Regions from separate parts of the Mus musculus genome. Here regions 1, 2, 4, 5, 6 and 7 are each linked to region 3. The links are chromatin contacts, called in public HiChIP or PLAC-seq and promoter capture Hi-C maps. All regions are on one chromosome and are shown on one strand. Each heading gives the region's core, a stretch centred on a gene start, on an enhancer-like site or on the middle of the called end of the contact. The rest is flanking DNA. Distances are from core to core; before and after follow the strand shown. Region 1 has its middle 62 kb from the start of Cd200r3. Region 2 overlaps Ccdc80 (coiled-coil domain containing 80). Region 3 holds the start of Gtpbp8 (GTP-binding protein 8 (putative)). Region 4 has its middle 49 kb from the start of Ccdc80. Region 5 holds the start of Btla (B and T lymphocyte associated). Region 6 overlaps Atg3 (autophagy related 3). Region 7 has its middle 23 kb from the start of Ccdc80.

Region 1 (2,770 bases), core at 84-2,583, 260 kb after region 3:
ATGTTGGTGTCCTCTGTCGCTAGCATTCCAGCTTGGGCTTTAGGTGCCAGTCTCCAAGAACCATCAGTTTGTGTTACATTTCAGGGTTCAGAGTGTCATGACTCCCAGATCTCGGTCTTATAGTTCCTTGGATTCCAGACCTAGTAATTTGGTGCCTTTCTGGTATTCTCTTAGGCCTTGCAGAGTTTCTATCATGTCAGGTCTTAGCAGCTTTCCCCTCTCCTCTCACATTTCCCCTCCTCAGCCTTAATAAGAGGTCTGCACAATCTCTGCTGCTCTTTAGGCATCTTCTAGTGATTGCTGGTTGTACTTGGATGACTTAACCCAGTTCAATCTGCTCTTCCAGTTCAATCTACTGTAGTAACAATAGAGAACACTGTCTACAAGTGAATTATTCTGATGGGACCTTATTGAGACATAATGCTGCAGCACAGGAGGGTAGGGTGCAGGAGGGAGGTCTACAGGAGTGAACATAAGGAAGTGAGAAGAGGGCTGGCTGTAGACAGTCACACATACGTATAGCCTCTCTCTTGCTGGCCACCCACTTTCTACTTAGTCATGCTGGGCACAGATGTGCTAGGCTCACTGCCCCAGGCATCAAGGTAGAGGAGGAATTCCTTTCTCACCGTATTGAAAACATCCGTAGACATTCTAAAGAATCAGTAGAAAATATACAGACTATCTTGAGAGTGCTCAACATTTGAGAAAGTGTTGTCTAATTTTATTAAGTAAACATCAAAACTACACGTCATATACACAGGGATACTATCCTAGTTTTAGGAGTAATGGGGATGTCTGATGTGTACCTTAGAGGCAGTATGTGATCCTGATCTGGATAAGCTGCTCATGGTTTTGTGATCTTAAAGAAAAGCAATCCTAAGTAATGAAATCCCCAGGTGGTGCCTTGGAAGCTTTCTGGGGTATGAAAGAAAGCCAAAGAAGACCAATTGAGATTAAGAAAGACTTAAAAAGCTTACTCTAGAGGGGGTACATTGCTTTAGAAATAACTACTACATTGATAGCTTCCCACCTGGTATAATACTCGAATGGAATTCCCATGGAAAGGGGGATTCGTATGAAAGGGTATTCTTCGCTGCAGAATCTGTGACCTAGAGATCAAATGCAGCTGACCAACGGCATCAGAAAGAACCTGAAGAATTTTGGTTCTGGCAGCAGTACGAGAAGCAGTCTAGAAGGCATCTTCCTCCATTCTGGCAAGCAAGTTTGCATCGGAATCTGTAAACTGGCCTTGCCCTGTGGGCACCTCCACCCTTATTCCACTCCCTGAAACATGTGGCCTTGGCTTCAGCTGCAAGTGGGGCCCTGAATCAGGTCAGGCACCAAGCAATAGGGCTCTCACTTCCTCAATGTATTTCCCTCCCCTCCTCCTCACTTTCTCCCCTCTCTCCTTTCCTGTTAAGGATCATCAGACAAGCTCTCAGCCTTGATCACATGTTTTGCCCGTGTCAGTAGCACAGTAGCAGCACTCTGTTTATCTGAAGTCTAGCTTCAAGCTTTACTCTTCTGCAACACAGCACTGAAATCTTTTCTCGAGTTTCTTGCCAAAATGAGGACCTCGAATCTAAGAACTTTTGAAAAATTAATTAATTTTTTGCTTATTCATTTTATATCCTGCTCACTGCCCTCCTCTGAGTCAACCCCTTCCACAATCCTTCCCTCAACCCCGCTTTCTCCTCTGAGCAGGTATCCCCTAACCCGGGAACTTCAAGTCTCTACGAAGCTAGGTGCTTCATCTCCCACTGAAGCCAGACAAGGAAGCCCAGCTAATAGAATATATCCCACATACAGGCAACAGCTTTTGGGATAGTCCCTGTACTGGCTAGCTTTGTGTCAACTTGACACAGCTGGAGTTATCACAGAAAAAGGAGCTTCAGTTGAGAAAATGCCTCCATGAGATCCAACTGTAAGGCATTTTCTCAATTAGTGATCAAGGGGGAAAGGCCCCTTGTGGGTGGGACCATCCCTGGGCGGATAGTCTTGGGTTCTATAAGAGAGCAGGCTGAGCAAGCCAGTAAAGAACATCCCTCCATGGCTTCTGCATCAGCTCCTGCTTTCTGACCTGCTTGAGTTCCAGTCCTGACTTCCTTTGGTGATGAACAGCAGTATGGAAGTGTAAGCTGAATAAACCCTTTCCTCCCCAACTTGCTTCTTGGTCATGATGTTTGTGCAGGAATAGAAACCCTGACTAAGACAGTCTCCATTCCAGTTGTTCAGAACTCACATGAAGACCAGGCTGCACATCTGCTATATATGTATGGGGAGGCCTAGGTTCAGCCCATGGATGTTCTTTAGTCGGTAGTTAAGTCTCTGAGAGTCCCAAGGGTCCAGGGTAGCTGACTCTGTTGGTTTTCCTGTGGTGTTCCTATCCCCTTAGGGGCTGCACTCCTTCCTGTTCTTCCATAAGAGTTCCCAAGCTCCACCCACTGTTTGATTAGGAACTTTTTAGATGAACAGTTCTTCCTTTATGTTCATCCCTTGGCTTTCAGAGGCCATAGCACTGAGCCTGCTTTGGACAGAATGTGTTCATGAAATGGCAGCAAAGGTTCAGAAAAGTGCACAGGTATAACAACTGGAGAAAAAGAATGGAGCCTGAGGTAGGGATGGGATTAGAGGCATTTTTAAATCCCTCCTTCTTGACACAAGTCGTCTCGTAACTGTTTTTTTATGAACCTAGAGTCTTATTTTAGTAAATTATTCATGAAATCCACATCGGCATAAAAAGACAAAGTGCAGTGGTTTCTTTTAGTTA
Region 2 (2,905 bases), core at 259-2,758, 370 kb after region 3:
GGTCTTATGGATGGAGTCATGATCTTTATAAGTTTTGTCTAGAAAACATTTTCCTTAAAGTTATCCACTGCCTCTGAACTTAAATATCCCTACATCATCTTTCATGATAGACACATAATCCCACTTACTAGCTTAAGAGAGACTGATGGTGGCTGGAAAAGGGACAGCCAGTGTTCTTTAATGGTGACTCTTGGTGGGTAGACCACCCTCCAGGGCAGGCCCTACTCCTAAGCGTAGTTGGACAATGCAATTGTATTTAATGGCTTTTAAAAAAAATAATAATAAAAGAACTGGAAGTCGAGTTGGTAGGAGATTGTGGGTGGGGAGGGTAAATCTGGGACAGTTGGCAGGCTGAGAATATGATCAAAATATATTGTATGAAATATTTAAAGAACTAATAAAATATCTTAAAATTTTAAACAGAATAAACAGTTACTCAGAGGCAGGAATAAAATAGCCCTGTGTTGGAATTCTGCCTCTTCTTTCTCTCTTTCTCTCTTACCCTCCCTCCTTCCCTCCCTTCCTCTTTCTCTCTCTCTTTTCTCTCTCTCTTTCTTTCTTTCTTTCTTTCTCACTCAGTTTTCTAATTTGCAAAATGGCAATAATAAGCATTCTTGCTCTTAAAATTATTGTAAAAGTGCAACTTAATACTAAAGGTAACACTGGCCTAGGCCCTAGTACAAAGCAAATGATCCGTACATGCTATTACAGTAGTCCAGTGCAGTTTTCCTCTCCTACAACATACTTTGTTGGTGAGAGAAGCTCAGAAGACCATTCAGAATTGATATCTGGGCTAAGACAAAAAGGGAAAAGAAAAGAGCTCCAAAATGAAAAAAAAAAAATCCTATGGTTAAGCCAGTCCCTAAATGGGAATTTTCCTTAAATTTGCTGACTGGTTGGTGAGACTGCTCAGCTCGGTTTCAACTGACCAGACCCTGAAGCCAGTCTGCTCTTTAGCACTGTACTTTAGGCTATAATTACCGTTCCTGAGACAGAAGCCCCAAACAGTGGGCAAATGCACACTAATTTGGGATGCCAGTTAAATGAAGCAAACACATGCAGAGCTTGTAGGGTCTCACTTCCTGAGAAGCTAACATGACAGAAGAATAATTTGGCCCAAATGGGGGCTTCAGCAGGGTCATGATTCTTGTCACAGGCCCTGGAAGGTTTTTTTTTTTTTTTTTTTTTTTTTAGTGCCTTTGAGCTGGGGCCTTAGGTCCCAGGGCGTGAAGTCCAATCATTCCTTATGGGAAGCAACCTTCTCTGGGTTGTGTCTGTGACAGGGCGTCTCATCCCTCTTCCATCAAAACCTCATTCAGTGGCACATACAGGTAAACAAGTTAAAACAGACCTCACCAAAATAACTCAATGGCTCCATGGAGGCCGGAGAGACTGGCCTGGTTAGACGCTGGCTGGGAGCCAGCTCTGGTCTGGCATTTCTCCTAAGGAAGCAGGGAGATCAGAGATGGAGCTTGTGACCCAGCAGCCGCCACTGTTCTCTTTCCCAGGAGCCTCTGGAACTGTCTCATATGCTCCTTTCCCTCTATCTGTGCCAAAACATTCATCTCCCATCCTCAGGGGAGACTTGTTTTCCTTTCCCTTTGAAGAAAAAACAAGCAGAGGAAGTGAATGTAATGTCACAGCAAGCAATCCTTGGCAAGCCTTAGCAGACAGACATCCATTCAGAGCTTGTATTTCATTAGACTATTATATTCCTTCACTTCCCCCCAAACCACTCTTCCCTCCAAGAGGCCATTTTCTTTGGGGTTAAAAATGCTCACACTCATTCTGAGGCTAGATGGGGCAGAGGGAGCGAAAACATAATCAAAATGGCTGGCTCCGTGATTGTTAATACCTTCTGGTTGCCTGCACCTAAGGCAGAAAGTGACATTCCTTCTCCAGTTTGAGATAATTCCATCCACTAGGAGCCCACTGTATTTATTTCATACTGTACTAGGGACCCTATGAGCACAAATATAGCATCATCATCCTTAAGTCTGGATTTTGGTACCACTACCACCTTAGATTTACTAGTTGTGCAAATTACTTCTTTATGTCTTATCATTCATAAAGTGTGGGAAAACCAGCTTGCTTTCTTGAGCCTTAGTGAAGCACACTTACTATGCAGTGAAAATGAGCTTTAAAACAACATACTGACACACTCAAATAGGTTGTCATGTCTTATCGTGATGGATGATGACCAAGGGAACAGCTGTAAATGAAGACATGATTTCCTCATTCCATGCCATCATGTGGATAATACATTGTTGGGTTTGGGAGTTTAATTTTTTTATACCTCTTTGAAGTAGAAGCTAACATACTTTTTACTCCAGAAATAATAAAAATTTGAGACTTAGTTGAACTGAGTGACATGCACAAAGACATCCAAAAAGTAGTAATGACAAACTTGAGTTCAAGTTTCCATGTATAAGATAAAAGGTCTATTAGTCCACTACGACAGCTATACTAACAATAGAAGCTGGCTTTATCAAAATCCCAGACTTCATAGGGGCAGTTTGCATTGCCACTTATTAATGATAATAAGATAGAGATCAGAACATGCATTTGCCTCTAGAATGACAACCCCCATCTAATGAAAAAAAGGAGATTTCTTTTTCTAGGATCCTCTTTAAGCTTTTTAGTGACTTTCTTACTTTCCTTCTTGTTGCTTCAGTCATGTGCTTAAAATTTGGCAGCCCATTTCTAGCCCTTTCTTGTTTATAGTCTCATTTCCCAGCCCCTGCTGAACTCATGGGGGAGCTCTACAGGGACTTTGGCTCTTCATCATTCTTCTGTCGTCTTGGCATGATTGCTTCCTTTACAGTTTTGACTACTGTACCTTATAACTGAGTGTCACTTTACTCTGAGTGTCCTCATCAGACATGATGACCATGACTCAACATAT
Region 3 (3,035 bases), core at 88-2,587:
TAAAAGAATACACACATCTGGAATATACACAAGAATATAGAGGACAAAGCAACTTAAACCCTTTTTTCCCTACAACCAATGTAGAACTAGACATTCATTATTATAGAAGAAAACAGCAATAAAATACTTAACTTTGTCAACTAAGGAAAAATTTAGAACAACAATGCTTTCCTTTAGATATTGGCAAGACTACTAAAATCAATTCAGCTATACTTTTGTTTTTCTCAGAGAATATACAGACATTAATGATGTCTTACCTTATTACATATTTTTTAAAAAAATTCTTCTCTAGGAACTTAGCAATTATGATCTCTTGCATCTGCCAATACTTAGGTCTCATTTTATAAATTCAAGAGATACCCAGCATACCGGTTTTTTTGAGATCCTGACTTCTACATCAGGGGCCAGGGAAAATAAGGCCTTTATCAAAGAGGATTTTCCAACATTGCTTCGGCCTATGAAACACACCTAGTATGAGAGAGAGGTAGGGAGAATGGAGTACTTAGTATTCTCAGGGCTGAACAGTGGCTTATTTATTACATGTTGTACTTTCGGGGTTGGAGACGTGGCTCAATGGTTAGGTGCGCTTGCTGCCAGAGGATTGTAGTTCAAGTCCCAGCCAGCACGTATGGCTGCTCCCAACTGCCTGAAACTCCCGTTCCAGCGAGCACTGATGTCTTTTTCTGGGTTCTGAAGGCAACAGGCATGTGGTACACAGACATACATGCAGGCAAACCCACATAAACTAAAATGAAAATATAAAAGCACGGGCGGCTCTTCCGGAACACCGGAGTTGGATTCCCAGCACCCACACTGCGGCTCACTGCGGTCCTCCACGGGCACCGCACACGAGTGGCGCATCCACACGGAGTGTTTTCTTTTGCTGTTACGAGCTCTCTCGCTGGGTGACAGGAAATGAGCACAGGCCGACTCAGGCTCTCGCACCTACAGTAGACCCGGCGGTCAACCTCACCTCCGGCTGCTGCAAACTCGGGGCGTGGTCGAGGCGGACGGCGGAGCTGAGGTACTCGATGCGGTTCCGGGCGGTGGCCTCAAAGATGCTCTCCGCCCGCCCGATGTCCTCCAGGCTCGGGTCGAAGAGTCTCTGTTCGATAAGGCCAGGCCCCGAGTCCGCGGCGAGGTGCTGCCCCAGTTCCCGCAGCGGGTACACTACCTTCGTTAGCTGTTTCTGTGGCAGCCTTAGCACTTCTGCGAAGGCAGGGGACGTGCTGTAAACCCGGGTCCAAGGCCCCAGTGCTGGCGCTTTCTCAAGGAGCCTTCCCATTCTATGACTCAACCTAGCCGCTGCCATTTTCCTCTCCCAGAATCCTCGCGACTGGATTTTATTAGTAGGGTCTGGACAGCGCCAGACAGAAAGCTCGCTGCCGCAGCGCCTGCTGGGAATTGTAGTTTTCTAGGGTCTCCTCACCTGCTCAAGCTTCTCACCACCTCCGGGCAGAAAGGGGGAAACCCCACTGACTTTCTTTAACACCTTGGCTTTACCAACTATGTATCAGATTGGCGTGTTCTGGTCTTCAGCGGTTTCCAGATGCGAAAAACTTACCTTGTCCTGTGATCTTTGAGTCTCAAGGGAAGGAACCATAGGGACAAACTAGTGGATTCCAAGCCCGCTTTGCCTTCTGTTTCCGGTCGTTTTATCGTCGATTGACATTTATCATAAGTTCACGTCACCGAGAAAAACACGTTTGCAAAATTAAATAAGCTGGTGAGAAATGTGGTTGGAATTGCAACTCGTTTTCAGAGAAGGGACGGTATCTCTCTGACAGGCAGAGCGTTGGAGCAGCAGTTGAGAACTGACAAAGATCCATAAACCAGAAACAGAACTGGGAACAACTGGAGTCCTTTGAAGCCCCCAAATACACACCCCCTTCCTCCAATACAGTCATACCTTCTAATCCTACAAGGCCCCACTTTCCAACCCTTTCCAAACAGTTCCCTAAACTCGGGAGCAACTATTCAAATGGCTCATGGGAGCCATTCTCATTTAAACCACCACAAGCATTTAATCATTCCGTGCCCTGTCACTCCATTATTTTCTTTTTAAAGCATCTGCATATAGCAGGCACATAAACTTTAGAGTCAACATATGCTGTGTTTTCCATGGACACTTGTAATCAAACTCTTCCCTAGTCTCTACTGTAGGCAGAAGATCAAAGAGCCAGAGCCAGGTTGACTCCATGACAGGCTGTAAACTGGCAGTTTGGGAGTCTAGGCCTATTTCTGTTTCCCAGAAATGAGGACCCAGATTCAGGAGCCCATGGCCATCCAACCACAGCTGCAGACAGCCAATCCAAGGGTGCCTTACCACCTTGGAAAGTCCCCAGAGCCCTAACAAATCACAAAGGACTCATATCCCTGGAGATAGAGCCAACTAATCAAGAAAAAACAAAAGATAAAAGACACCCACTGCCACCCTAACAGGCTTTAAACTGACCCTGCAGAGCACACACTGGTGTCTCCATTCTTAAATGGAGCGACCTTTGCATGCCGAATTCTGCTGAAAGACGCTCTTTGCTGTTGCATATTATTTGAGTCTGGGGTCTCATTCTCTGGGGGTTCTCAGACCCTAACATTAGCATCGTGTTCCCAGTCCTCCTTGTCTCTCACCTAGATTATTGGCATAGCTTCCAAAATCTAGCTGTGTATCATTGCTTGTTTCTCCTTCAGGTATATTCCCAATGTAATGGCAAACATGATCCTGTTAAAATGCAAGTGAAAATCCCCAACATCTTCTAGTCTCAAATGTAACGTAGCCCACTGATGTAAGAAGCAAATATGCCCCTGTGTTGCTGCATATGCCTGTCTGGAATGCTTCACTTCCAGATATTATTACACGCCTTGTTTCTTTCCTAGTTGGGCTGTTTGTGATCATCCTTCAGAAGAAGTGGCTTTGATTTTGAGAACTGAAGCAGTTCATCACAGAGTTAACACATAAAAAAATTTAGTATGATGTAGACAGGTATTACACACTTTGTATATAATCCTTATAGGCACTTGTTTGTTTGTTTGAGTTG
Region 4 (2,759 bases), core at 76-2,575, 300 kb after region 3:
TACATTATATTCTTAGGTTACACAGTTCCTAAGTCAGAAAGATGATTCCTGATAGTGACAACATTAATGGACACTGAGTAATTGTTTACCTAAGACATCAGAAATTGAACTAATATTTTGACTAGATTCTAAAAACTAAAAAACAAAACAAAACAAAACAAAAAAACAAAACCAAAAACTACTTAGTACAATAACTAGTCATCGACTGAATATTATTTTTGGTATGTTGTGGCTGGTAAGAGCTTTGTTCAAGTTTAAGCAATTTCTCAAAGAGCTTCAGTGAAAGGCCAGGTGGTCTGTCTCCAGGGTTGACAAGTAGTTTGCCAAACTCCTTTCCTAAAGGACTAATTCTAATGTCTGGCCCGGAAAGTCAATGGTGGAACAGAGACTGAGGTAGTCAGTACTTCCTACTCCTCCAACCCCATCAGTTCAACATTGCCCATCCTAATAAAGTCTTGAAGAGAGCACATCTGAAGGAAGATGTAGGAAAAAACCTGGAGTCCCATCAATGTACATATTACCTTTGGATGATTCTCCTTTAAGGGTCAGCCAGACCCAGAACATCAAACACCTATGCAGCGTTCATGGGAGCCCTGAGAAAGGATAGCTTATCACCAGAACGGCAGGGAGGAAGTGTGAAATGGAACATCCAGCCAGTGTCTGCTATGCCTTGGAGACCATAGAGACCAAGTGTAGCAGAACCATGGTGTGTGTACAGCATGAAGCAGAATATCTGCTATGTTGTAGACATGAAGTAATGATATCGATGCTAGTTGCAAAAGACTCTTCCTTGCTAATTCGTCTTTCAAATTGTGCCCTATGCTCCAGCTTTGAACTCTGGCTTTGGGTATAACTTCTTTTTGAGGTTTGTGGCCTCAACATCTGTTCTATATTTTATGAGCCAAATATAGTAACTTGCCTCTTTTGCTCAGCTTGCATTTAGAGCCCTTGTATCCTGGGGGATTCCTGTGCCTGATGTGACCCAGGTCCTGTCGACCTTACATTTCTAGTTTTGATACCTGAATCAATGGACTAACTTCCAGAGATGTGGCTGCTAAGCTTGAACAAATTAGGATGCTGAGAGGTGGGAAAGGGAAGGTGTAAGCTACACTCATTTTTTTAAAGCTGAAGAGTAAATAAATGCAGAATTAGAATGTCACAAAGTGGGAGCAGAAAGACCTTTGTTTTAGCAACAACAAAGACCTCACAAGGAGGTGTGAAAATAAGCCAAGGGTTTTCTTCCTCTGCTACCTATATGGTTGTCTGTGCTCAGTGCAGGCGTGGGAGGGAAACCACCATAGGTCAGAGACATTGAACAAGTGAGGAGTCTACACCAAAAGAACCCTTTGAAGTGTGGTAAGTTGATGTGTCCAGAAAGGAAACAGCTTACCCATTGTGGGCAAGAGCTGGCAGCACTGCAGAAACGGGTCTTAGTATCAGCCTTGTCAGCATCTGAGCATGAAAGCTGCTGGGAACAAACTCTCCTCTCCTGCTCTCCTGCCAATACCAACGTGCTAATGATCTTAGGGGGAAAATTTCCACCATCTAAGGTTGGCTTTGCCATCTTCTGCTACTGTCTGTGTAACTGAAAATTATCCTCCTCCCCAGTAGAGCGGTGAGCTGATGGACTGAGAGGGCTTTGAAAGAGAACAGGAGTCCCAAAGAGACAAATATCAACTGCTTTTTCTCATATGCAGAATCAATCTATCACCGACCTACCTACCTAGTTACCTAGCTATCTGTTATCTATCTATAGCCTATTGAAAGTAGAAAGGGACAGTGAGAGGGGAGGAAGAGGTCTAAAAGTTTAAAAGAACAGAGATAGTAACAAAATATGGTTGTCATGGAAGCAGAAGCTGGGCATCTAGGGTCAAGAAAGAGGACCACCAGGGTGGCTAGGGGATCTAGAGAAGCACAATGATATGTATGTATGTATGTATGTATGTATGTATGTATGTATGTATGTATGTATGTTTGTATGTTGTATGGGAAAAGTCACTATGAAACCCACTTCTCTGCATACTAATCAAAAACATAATTTTAAAAATTACTAATGAAAATTAAAAGGCCCAGAATGTTTCCTTTGATGGAACAGACTTGGTAAGATGTCACAGCACAAAGGTTACAAAAGACAAGAATCATTTAGGCTAACAACTGAGACTAGAGTGATAAACGTTCTGTGCCACCACATCTATATACAGACCCTCTGCTTCCTTGACTTGATACATGAAGCTAATCTGTTTACATTTTAGTGAAAGTAAAACACTGATTTTATTGATGGCTATAAAGTGATTTGTTGCCATGAGTCTCCGAATGCCTTTGGGAGTTAGTCTGGGTGGTGAATAATTACTTTCTTTTCAGGTCTCCATCAAAGAGTAAATAATTCAGAAGTATAGACAGAGGGCACATTAAGTGTGGCTACTGTTAAATGAGAACCTGGGAAGGGGATCTTGAAAATTATTTGAATGCTTTGAGGGACAACTTGTCTCCATTTTCCAGTTAGAGCCCAGGGCTGGTCCTGAGGGCTGTTAGTTTTGTGTTTTATTAAAACTGCTTGTGGGGACATCATATTTGGCAAGGTCTCCATCTTCATTTGCAGCATATTCTCTGACCAATACTCAACATCTCTCGGAAACTTTCCATCCATTTGAGTTACAATAATCTCCTTGTGTGGTTGGATTGCTAATCAAAACATCATACTTCCTGGGCCAGTTTTTGTTTTCAGGGGGAAAAAAAGAGGAGAAACATGGTAAAGTCGT
Region 5 (3,038 bases), core at 173-2,672, 480 kb after region 3:
GGAAGAGGAGGGGGAGGGGGAGGAGGAGAGAGAACAAGAACCACTAGAGAACTATGATGGTCTGGAGTTGACAGAGTTTATTTGTGGTTTGGATGATATCTCGAGCTTTAGGATGGGTGGTGATTCAAGGCTTTTCTTCGAAACCTCTTAGGCTATTTTAGAGGTACATTGAGCCTTGTTTCTACTGCCAACAGGAGTTTTGCACCCCATTCTGAGCAAGGAAGGGGGATGAGTTGTATAAAATGAACCATAAGCAGGGTGCTTCCTTGGTCAACAGTGCAGATTCTAGGAGCTCTGCAGACTACCTGTATCATCTGGCGTACCAGGGGTGCGTGAGCATCAGCATGGATTGGCTGAGTTCCTTAAATTCTGGAGCGGCGTTCACTCATGTTGGTATTCCAGCCACTGTGGCTTATCTGGACAAATATGCAATAGGTACCCTAAATGGAGTTTGGCCTTGGAAGGGTACCATTAGCCTCTGAGGGAAAGATTTCTCAATTTCATTCAATGAGTTAAACTGCACAGGTGCCACCTCTCCATTTGGAATTACCAAATTCCTGTTGTTATAAGCTAGTGATTGAACGTGGGCTGCGTGCCCACAGCCCCTCAGCAACCCTGAGCTATCCAATTTTGAACTTTTTCCATTTCTTACTTTACTGCTTCATCTCGACAACAACCACATAAAGCATGCGGAAAATGAAAGTTTCCTCTAATTGGCACTCAAGTGCTCATTTTGCTTAGAACTTTAATATTTAGGAAGATCGTGTAGCTAGTACTAACGGCAAGCATGTATTCCGTTGATAGGCATCTACAGACTGAAGAAGGAGGCCCTTCCCTCTTCTGTTGATGAAATGCACCCTGTCAGTCATTTTCTCCATAACGTCAGATAAGTCTTCATTGGTTTCATGACAAGGAACATTCTCATCTTACTGTGCCTTTATGGGAGCATGGGGGGAGGGTTGTAAGATACATTACACTGATGAAGTATCATAATCACAAACTATAAAAAGGGGAAATATATGCTTACCATAGGTACTTTTTGTATGAATTTCCTGACCCTGATTTGATCAGAATCTAAACCTAAAGACTGTAACAATTTAGATCTTTTTTTTTTTAAGTTTAATTGTTCACTTTGAGAAAAACCTCAAGGTTATGCAAGAATGGTGGCAGAGCGGAAGCAAGGAGCCAGCTGCTTTGCACATCAGAGGGCTTGAAAGAGAACAGCAGGTCGGATCAGAAACAAAACCACAGCAGGGCCTCTTGCTCTCACAAATCCTTCGGACTACTCACACTGTCCTCTCCCACCAGGTCTCCTGATTTGATTTAAATTAATTAATTTATTTTGGCCTAAGATGCTGCTAGTGTGAATAACGTGACCCAGCTCTGAAGATCTCTAGGGAGGAAGAGGAAGTTTGCCCTTACCTGACACGTGCTGGGAATGAAGACAGTGCCTGCCATGCTTGGGACTCCTCGGTTATTTAGGGAATTCTTCATCCTCCATCTGGGCCTCTGGAGCATCCTTTGTGAGAAAGCTACTAAGAGGAATGGTAAGGGACCTACTAAGAAAGCTGGTTTTCTTCCTCGGGGTTCCTGTCAGTGATAGTTGAGCTTGCTCTGTGGAGAGGGATGTTCATGTCCAGGGCATATATAGCTCAGAGTGATGAGTCCCTTTTGCTTCTTGAAAACGCTCCAGGATGTGAGTGAAGTTAGGACATGCTACTCACCTGGCTACAGAGCAAAAACTGATCCATAGCTGGAGCTAAGTTTCCTAAAACCAGGTCCTGATGGTAAGTGAAGAGATTTGAGCAGATGTTATAAATGTGTCAGTACAGATTTGTCACTATTACAAAACTCTCTGTGGCTGCCATGCTAACAGAAAAGACTTGTTACGTTCATGTCTTGGTATCAGATGTCAGCAGGATGTTGTAGTGCTTACTGGGGTGGGAAAGCTTTTGGATACTTGTGGTTATAGCTGTGGCCATGGTTACACTCAAATAATGTTCAATCTAAATAGACTGCCTCCTTCTTTCTGTGGGGTATACTATGAGAATACTGTGGGGTGTACTATGAGAGTACTAAGCAGGCTTCTCGATGTGAGGCTGAAGAGTAAATCATGAGTGTCGCTTTAGTTTGTCTGGACAGGATGATTTGTGAATGGTCGCCAACTGAAAATAGGAAACAATTCTCCATAGTTTATGAAGACAAGGTCTGTAATGCTTGGGATCCTTGGGTTATTTATCTTCCACCATCACACGTGTAGCAACTGGGCACATTCGTGTTGGATTGAAAAATAGAACCACTGAGGTCCTGTGGAATGTCATCTTGAAATCTGGAACTGTGAGGTTTAGGATTCAATGATCTGATGTCACAAGACCACCTAGCCAAGAGCAGAGTAGAACTTCTTCTTAGTCATTCAAGCCCTTGTTTATTATTACCCACCTCTGAAAGACAAGAGGAGTCAAATATTAATTCTATTTAATTCTAAGGGACCTCTTGCAGACTGGACTCTGTGAAACAAAGGAAATATTTTTAATTTTATAGCACAATTGGGGTTGTAATTCGCATTATATTCTTCTACCCAGTATGTTATAATCTGGTATTTATTACGCACAGAAACTTGGTTATCAGGTGGGAGTATTTATTCCCTCTGCTACTTACATTATGAACTCAGTTAAGTTTCTTCTCCTTTCTTAGTTTTCCTTTCTTCATTAAAAAATATATAATTATACCTAGCAGTTGGCCTTTTCTTATACCTATAGTGCCTAGCTATGGTAAGTAGATGCAATTAAAGCTTGATAAATGTTAATGGTGACCTTTGCCAATAGTTTTTTCCTTCAGTACCTTTGATAAAATCCAATTAAATGAGAACTTAGGTTTAACATTAAAACCTTAAGTAGATCTAGTTTTAAAAATCGCCAAATGCTATAGATATTTAGTTATGAAGTAAGATTATAATGCAGGCATACATTGTAGAATGTTTAAATCAATTGAGCTAACTTGCCTATGACCTTACATACTTATCATTTTAAATTTACCAG
Region 6 (2,870 bases), core at 254-2,753, 430 kb after region 3:
AGTGCCTTGCTTCACCTCATCCAGGTTTCATTGTTGTTTTTTCCTATTAATTAGCCTCTGTATTGGTCAGTTCTTTAGAGGTGCAGAACCAATAGGGGTGTGCTGGAAGGATAGGTATGACAGGAGAAATGGAGCTTTCTGTCACGCTAGAGGAAAACCACAGGACATAGAAATGGATTTATTTACAGTTGTGACTAGACCTGAAATAGAAAAGATCTCTTCCTTCTCTTCAGTGATGCTATGATTTTACAGAAAAGATGAGACAAAGTTCAGGAAATGTAATGTAGATTTAGCTAGGACATAAATTGTCAGGCCTAAGTGAATACTCTCCCTCTTCCTCTATAGCCAGGACTTACATCCTACTCTCTCCCAGGATAGGATCTCTTGTGGAAATTTTAATTCTCCAGTGCTCATTCTTTGAGGATCACTGCTACACTGTAATATAAGTAGATATAATATATTTTAAGGAATTGGTTTATATGACAGTTGAACTTTGCAGAGCATGCCCCAACAGGCTGGAGCACCAAGGAGCGGTTGATACTGTGGGCAGTTCTTTAGTGGCTTTCATTTTCTTTTCTCTCCTTTACTTGATTGGATGCAATTTACCTACTTTTTGAAAGATGATTTGCTTTATTTAATACTGGTTTTAATATTTATTCAAAGTCTCTTAAAAAGTACCTCCACTGCAACCTTTGGACTAGTTTTTGACGAGCTAGCTAGCTAACCCAACACTAACCAGATTGACAGAATAGAACATCACAAGTCTGGAGTGTGACTATTTATAAACATTTGAGCTTTCTTTTGCTTTGTCAGGTGTGCTATACTTTTAAAATTAAGAATATTTTAAAAATTATCTTTTTGACAATTTTACATATATGTCTAGTATACCCTGTTCATATCCTTGGTTACCCCTCTCACTTTATGTCCTTTTTAAAAAGTTCTCATGTCCTTATTGTTTTTATGTGTATGATGTCTTATCAATATGTATGTTTGCATTGTGTGCACACAGTGGAGTGCCTGGGGAGGCCAGAAGAAAGAGTATAGGATTTCCTAAAACAGGAGTTAGAAACAGTTCTTATTTACCACGTGTGCTGGGAACCTAACCTCCATCCTCTGGAAGAGCTATCAGTGCACTTAACCTCTAAGCAGCCCCTCCTTTGTTTTCTTTTTAAATGATTTCACTGAGTTGAATTAATGTAGGCTACATGTACATGGATGTGGGACCAACCGCCAGAGCTTGGGCAATCCACCAGTGGTGCCTGCCTGCAAAACAAACACAAATCTTTATCTACCTCCCTGAGCAGCCATCAACACCAGTGGTACTCACTTGGGGTGGAACCTCATGAGTACCTTCCCCATCCATGATGTGAGCTTAATTGGCTTAAATCTTATGTAGGTCTTGTGCAGATAAGCAGAGAGTTGCTGTGAGATCATGAGTACATTGTCCATGTCAGAATACAGCACCCCTCAGCATTCCTTCCCAACCCACCAGCTTCTCCTTTCTTTCTACCACTTCCTCCCTGAAGTTCCCTAAGCCTTGGGGATAAAGAGTCATACTGAGGGCTGAGCAGCTACCTAGTAGTCACTTAGTCTTAGCCCTTTGACCATCAGGAATCTCTGCATGACTGCTTCCCACTGCAGAGAGAGGCTTCTCCAGCTAGTGCCTGGGGGTTGGTGTAATGGGATGCTACTACATTATTATATTTTGGCAGGTTGATGAGGTTTCTTTTTATGTTCAGTAAATAATTCTGTATTTTTAGTTTGATTGGATAGATTTGGGTTTTACCGTCTTGATTGATCATATCTATTGTAGGATGATAGCCAAACTGCTATGAAATAAAGACTTGTAATGCTGGTCTTTGGAGGGTGCCATCTTCCATTTGTGAAGGTGAGCTCATAATCCTTTGGTTTAGGACTGTTAAAGGCATGCCAACTTTAGAGTAAGAAAATACGCTGCATTTATTGGGAGCTAAATGCATTTTGAATTTAGGACTTTAAATCTGTTGTAACATTAGGTACTGAGTCTCCCATCCTGGTTAAACTGTCCTTTTGAGAACTGATAGGTGCCTGGGATTGAATTGTTATGCAGGACTCTGGTGTAGTGCTGCTGCTTATCTGCACTGTACCTTTCTGTGACAAGGGACTTCTGAGGATGTACCGCTGAGTAATACACTTAAAATAGTTAGCCAAAGTCTGACTGTCAACTTCATTCTTCATAGGGAGAAACTGTTACTCTCTTTTACAGATGGAATTATATGGATAAAATGTAGACATACTTGGTGAAGTAAAAGGTCTGTACGAGTGTGGTATGGTCTTACTACATTCAGATGGCCAATGTTTTTGAAGCAAATAGTGTGTGTCAACAAAACCAAAACCTAATTTTGATGCAGCTCTAATTAAAGTGTAAACAGAAGTCATATACTCTCTTGATTGTAGTGTGTGTTGTGAAAAAATTCAAATGAAGAATAGAAAATGGACCAAGTCATGGTGATATAGATACGTTGCTAAATTAGAGTTTTTGAGGCATATTTTTGGAGGTACCTTTGGATTATTTGGAAAAGTTCATTTGTAAAGAATCTGTCAAAATATGCCTGTTTCAGTGTTGTTATAAGCAGTTAAATAAATGTTTTATTCACATAACTGAAATGTTTGCAGCTTAATTTTAGTTATTTTTTTTTCTGCTGAATTCTAAACAGGTATTACAGGAATTACTGAAGCAGTTAAGGAGATTACACTGGAAAGCAAGGTATTACTTAACGTTTCTAAAGTCAGTGACCCTAGTTTTTGCCTATATTTAAATTTTAAATTGTATTTGTGTATTTATTTTGGGTGTGTGTATGTGAATGTGTGTATATCAAGGCAAGGATGTA
Region 7 (2,729 bases), core at 100-2,599, 320 kb after region 3:
AGGCACTGTAACCTCTTCTTCCAGGTGAAGATACCAGCACGAGCCTTGAGGGAAGGCTGGGAAAGGGATTGGAAATTTGGAAGAGGTCAAGAGTGGCTCAGTTCAAAGTGTGCTCAAGGGAGACTCTAAAGCAGCAGACACCTTTGACCTGGGTCTGGATAATCAGGGCCCCAGTGGAATTGAAATCTGCAAAGAGAAAAGGTGATGGGAACATTAAAGGAGCACACGGAGCCATTGTCCACCTCACAGCACTCTGGCATGCATAGAGTGAAACCACGGATATCAGAGGACAAACAGCAATGGCAGGTAGTGTACCTAGGCTATGCTGCACGAGGCTCTGATAGCAGCAGCTGGCTCTCAAAGTTTAGGGACAAACTCCAGAGGAGCTTGAGTGCTGGGTTACAGAGTGTGAGCTGTTTCCAGTAGCTGAGAGCTATAATGGAGACTGAGCACAATAGCCCAACTGACATGGTGGGTTAGGAAGAGAACCCTACACCTGGGTGCTGGAGGGGCTGCTATGGCTCCCATGGTAACCCTGATGAAGAGTTTTCAGACAGGGCTGTACCTTGGTCCTCCTGTGAGCCAGGGTCAGAACCTCCCACCGTTGCAGTGGTCTAGGAAACATGGAGAACTTTTGAATTCAAGAGCACTGAGGCATGGAACAAACAAACTCCCTCTTCCAAATACTACGGAACTCATAAGATGGACGCAAATAACTCAATTCCTTGGTGAAAATCAGTGAGTCTTCACAGCCTCAGCACAGTTTGCTTTATCTGTAGTTTCAGATCAGAAAAATAGAGAAGAGAGAAAAAACAGTTTGTCTAAACACTAATCTGCTATGACTCAAAACCCCAATGAGTGCAAGCCAGACTCTACTTTCCACCCACTCAGGGCTGGGCCTTTCACATTTGGTAACAGCTGACCAGAGCATCTTCATGTAATATTGGCACTCTCGAAACTCCCAAGGGCTGGACTGAAAAAGCTGATCCAGACCCTGTCCTCATCCAGAACCAGAAAAGCTGTGGGGAGATGAGTGGCAGCTGGTGAGCCAATGGGCGAGTAGCTGATGGAGTGGAAGCTTCAGCTATGACTCACGGAGATGCAGAACAAGGCCAAGTTGCCCTGCCCAGCTGTTCTAGAGCTTCAAAACTAAATAGAGGAAAACCAGATGTTCACTTTTTTCAAAAATGAAATACCGACTACAAATGCAAAATGTAATTTTACTACCCAAATGCATACCACAGAGTACTTGCAGAATCAGAACAGACTTTTGCTAGCCTTCACGGGGTGTCTAGGGGACAAATATAGAGAAAGGACTGCATATTTCTCATCTCCTTTAGACTTCGTGCTACACTCCAGGGAGTATGAGACACTGTCTCGGTATGCCCACAGGGCAGCAATTAGCTTGTGTTTCATCTATTTAGAGTTGGGAGCAAACATAGGAACAACCTGCCTATTCCCAAGGCAAAGGATACTGGTTAAACAAGAGCAAGATAGGTAGTTAAGGACTTCGCCCTATGACCTCAAAGAAAGGTTATCCCATCAAAAAAATCAAAACCAAAACCAAATGAAAAACTCATCTGGCACGAATTTGCCAACATAGAGAAAAGCACCAGGAAACCAATCAGATACATAAGCTTTAGAAACATACCAAGCATGGGGTTTAAAATTGTTTCCATTAAAGTAAGCAGCTGGCTTTTGGGGCTCCCTTTCAGGTATGAATGTTATAATGGAGGCTGCCAGAGGCTAAGCCCTCTCTCCCAATGATGAATAAGTGACTAAGGAGCATGTACCTCCAGGCCAAGATCTGAGTTCATGAATTCTATAAATGATAAAGAAGATGCTAGAAAGGTCCAGGGGTGCAACGGACCACCCCAGCCAGGTATGGGGGTTCCTGGGATGTGGGTTCTTGAGGTCAGGTGGGTAAGGATTGGGTGGTGACAAACAGAAACAAACACAGAGGCAGAATACATACCACGAATGCATACCACACCCCATACTAGCCTTCACAGAGTGTCTGGGGTACAAATATAGAGAAAAGGCTGCATATTTCTCATCTCCTTTAGACTTCGTGCTACATTCCAGGGATTATGAGACACTGTCTTGGTATGCCCAGAGGGCAGCAATTAGCTTGTGTTTCATCTGTTTAGAGTCAGGAGCAAACATAGGAACAACCTGCCTCTTCCCAAGGCAAAGGAACCTGAGTGTGTTTTGCAGCTCTCAAGCAAGGGTTTTATACATAAGAGAAACAGGTGCTACAGCTCTGAAGAGCTGTGTTCAGTGAAGCAGCGAAATAGAACAGAAATAACAATAATCATTTGGTACATCAAAATACAAAATCATCCAAGTCTTACAACTTCAAAAAAAAGGTGTTTTCAGTAAAACATCTAGGTAGAATGAATATTGTTATGATCATTTGGTACATCAAAATACAAAAATTATCTAAGGCTAGTGGCAAATTCCCAAGAACAAGCTAATGAATGTGTGTGATCAGTTACTGTTTGACATCAGCTCCTGTTTCTCTGTAAATCTTCAAAACATAAACTTATACTGTTTTAATTCTTTTTATTTAAGGTTTTCTTAAACAATATACCAAAACCTACTTCCGATGACACACGTGCAGCCATATAAAATATTATTGTTGGGAAAGTTTTTATCAATACTATCTGATACATGATTTATATTGTTTTCCCAGAGATGGGGTCATGTTTCGTGACTCCATTTCAAGG

The links. Promoter capture Hi-C pulls out the DNA fragments that hold promoters and counts their contacts. HiChIP or PLAC-seq counts read pairs in DNA pulled down with a chosen protein or histone mark.
Region 1: a contact with region 3 is called in a promoter capture Hi-C map of macrophages, with 7 read pairs. The contact joins the enhancer-like site here to the promoter of Gtpbp8 in region 3. A contact is called at or near these places in 7 of 39 promoter capture datasets (the C10 cell line, the HPC-7 cell line, cranial neural crest and 4 more), 2 of 484 Hi-C or Micro-C datasets (CD8 T cells and bone marrow-derived macrophages), 13 of 115 datasets of contacts at active chromatin or transcription factors (the 230-238 cell line, CD8 T cells, acute myeloid leukemia and 8 more) and 5 of 9 other capture datasets (adipose tissue, embryonic stem cells, liver and 2 more).
Region 2: an H3K4me3 HiChIP or PLAC-seq map of forebrain shows a contact between it and region 3, with 10 times the contacts expected there. The contact joins the enhancer-like site here to the promoter of Gtpbp8 in region 3. A contact is called at or near these places in 16 of 39 promoter capture datasets (the C10 cell line, the HPC-7 cell line, HPC-7-derived erythroid cells and 13 more), 5 of 484 Hi-C or Micro-C datasets (bone marrow-derived macrophages, embryonic fibroblasts, hematopoietic stem and progenitor cells and 1 more), 21 of 115 datasets of contacts at active chromatin or transcription factors (the 230-238 cell line, CD8 T cells, DN3 thymocytes and 15 more) and 2 of 9 other capture datasets (adipose tissue and liver).
Region 4: an H3K4me3 HiChIP or PLAC-seq map of the 230-238 cell line shows a contact between it and region 3, with 14 read pairs. The contact joins the enhancer-like site here to the promoter of Gtpbp8 in region 3. A contact is called at or near these places in 9 of 39 promoter capture datasets (the C10 cell line, the HPC-7 cell line, the SN4741 cell line and 5 more), 11 of 484 Hi-C or Micro-C datasets (the HPC-5 cell line, bone marrow-derived macrophages, embryonic stem cells and 5 more), 17 of 115 datasets of contacts at active chromatin or transcription factors (the 230-238 cell line, CD8 T cells, bone marrow-derived macrophages and 9 more) and 2 of 9 other capture datasets (liver and macrophages).
Region 5: a Foxp3 HiChIP or PLAC-seq map of regulatory T cells shows a contact between it and region 3, with 6 times the contacts expected there. The contact joins the promoter of Btla here to the promoter of Gtpbp8 in region 3. A contact is called at or near these places in 2 of 39 promoter capture datasets (cranial neural crest and neutrophils), 2 of 115 datasets of contacts at active chromatin or transcription factors (both in regulatory T cells) and 1 of 9 other capture datasets (pancreatic islet).
Region 6: a contact with region 3 is called in an H3K4me3 HiChIP or PLAC-seq map of bone marrow-derived macrophages, with 5 times the contacts expected there. The contact joins the enhancer-like site here to the promoter of Gtpbp8 in region 3. A contact is called at or near these places in 13 of 39 promoter capture datasets (the C10 cell line, cranial neural crest, embryonic stem cells and 9 more), 6 of 484 Hi-C or Micro-C datasets (CD4 T cells, Th1 cells, bone marrow-derived macrophages and 3 more), 11 of 115 datasets of contacts at active chromatin or transcription factors (bone marrow-derived macrophages, craniofacial prominence, effector CD8 T cells and 8 more) and 4 of 9 other capture datasets (adipose tissue, liver, macrophages and 1 more).
Region 7: a contact with region 3 is called in an H3K4me3 HiChIP or PLAC-seq map of bone marrow-derived macrophages, with 5 times the contacts expected there. The contact joins the enhancer-like site here to the promoter of Gtpbp8 in region 3. A contact is called at or near these places in 13 of 39 promoter capture datasets (the C10 cell line, the HPC-7 cell line, the SN4741 cell line and 10 more), 3 of 15 datasets of contacts at CTCF or cohesin (CD8 T cells, the NIH/3T3 cell line and pro-B cells), 14 of 484 Hi-C or Micro-C datasets (the G1E-ER4 cell line, bone marrow-derived macrophages, cortical neurons and 4 more), 29 of 115 datasets of contacts at active chromatin or transcription factors (the 230-238 cell line, CD8 T cells, T-cell acute lymphoblastic leukemia and 23 more) and 4 of 9 other capture datasets (adipose tissue, liver, macrophages and 1 more).

What each region holds. Positions count from the first base shown.
Region 1 is chr16:45,004,143-45,006,912 of GRCm38.p6, forward strand. It overlaps a transcript of Cd200r3 not described here. Among named protein-coding and RNA genes, the nearest start is that of Cd200r3, 62 kb to the left of the region's middle. Within about 2 kb of position 1,334, at least 24 of the 459 cell types and tissues checked have an H3K27ac peak or open chromatin away from gene starts, as enhancers often do. A contact at or near this core is called in adipose tissue, bone marrow-derived macrophages, macrophages and 1 more, where this site is marked.
Region 2 is chr16:45,119,738-45,122,642 of GRCm38.p6, forward strand. The region is part of intron 5 of Ccdc80 (coiled-coil domain containing 80); the gene reads left to right. Among named protein-coding and RNA genes, the nearest start is that of Ccdc80, 27 kb to the left of the region's middle. Within about 2 kb of position 1,509, at least 42 of the 459 cell types and tissues checked have an H3K27ac peak or open chromatin away from gene starts, as enhancers often do. A contact at or near this core is called in adipose tissue, forebrain, neural progenitor cells and 1 more, where this site is marked.
Region 3 is chr16:44,745,026-44,748,060 of GRCm38.p6, forward strand. Gtpbp8 (GTP-binding protein 8 (putative)) reads right to left here and starts at 1,338. Exons shown (of 6, transcript NM_025332.3): 1 at 974-1,338; 2 at 370-468. The coding sequence starts at 1,312.
Region 4 is chr16:45,043,691-45,046,449 of GRCm38.p6, forward strand. It overlaps a transcript of Cd200r3 not described here. Among named protein-coding and RNA genes, the nearest start is that of Ccdc80, 49 kb to the right of the region's middle. Within about 2 kb of position 1,326, at least 41 of the 459 cell types and tissues checked have an H3K27ac peak or open chromatin away from gene starts, as enhancers often do. A contact at or near this core is called in the 230-238 cell line, CD8 T cells, regulatory T cells and 2 more, where this site is marked.
Region 5 is chr16:45,222,915-45,225,952 of GRCm38.p6, forward strand. It overlaps Btla (B and T lymphocyte associated), which reads left to right and starts at 1,423. Exons shown (of 6, transcript NM_001037719.2): 1 at 1,423-1,547. The coding sequence starts at 1,439.
Region 6 is chr16:45,172,553-45,175,422 of GRCm38.p6, forward strand. Atg3 (autophagy related 3) reads left to right here. Exons shown (of 12, transcript NM_026402.3): 6 at 2,697-2,746. Among named protein-coding and RNA genes, the nearest start is that of Atg3, 15 kb to the left of the region's middle. Within about 2 kb of position 1,504, at least 11 of the 459 cell types and tissues checked have an H3K27ac peak or open chromatin away from gene starts, as enhancers often do. A contact at or near this core is called in bone marrow-derived macrophages, where this site is marked.
Region 7 is chr16:45,069,537-45,072,265 of GRCm38.p6, forward strand. No RefSeq gene overlaps it. Among named protein-coding and RNA genes, the nearest start is that of Ccdc80, 23 kb to the right of the region's middle. Within about 2 kb of position 1,350, at least 72 of the 459 cell types and tissues checked have an H3K27ac peak or open chromatin away from gene starts, as enhancers often do. A contact at or near this core is called in the NIH/3T3 cell line, the SN4741 cell line, adipose tissue and 3 more, where this site is marked.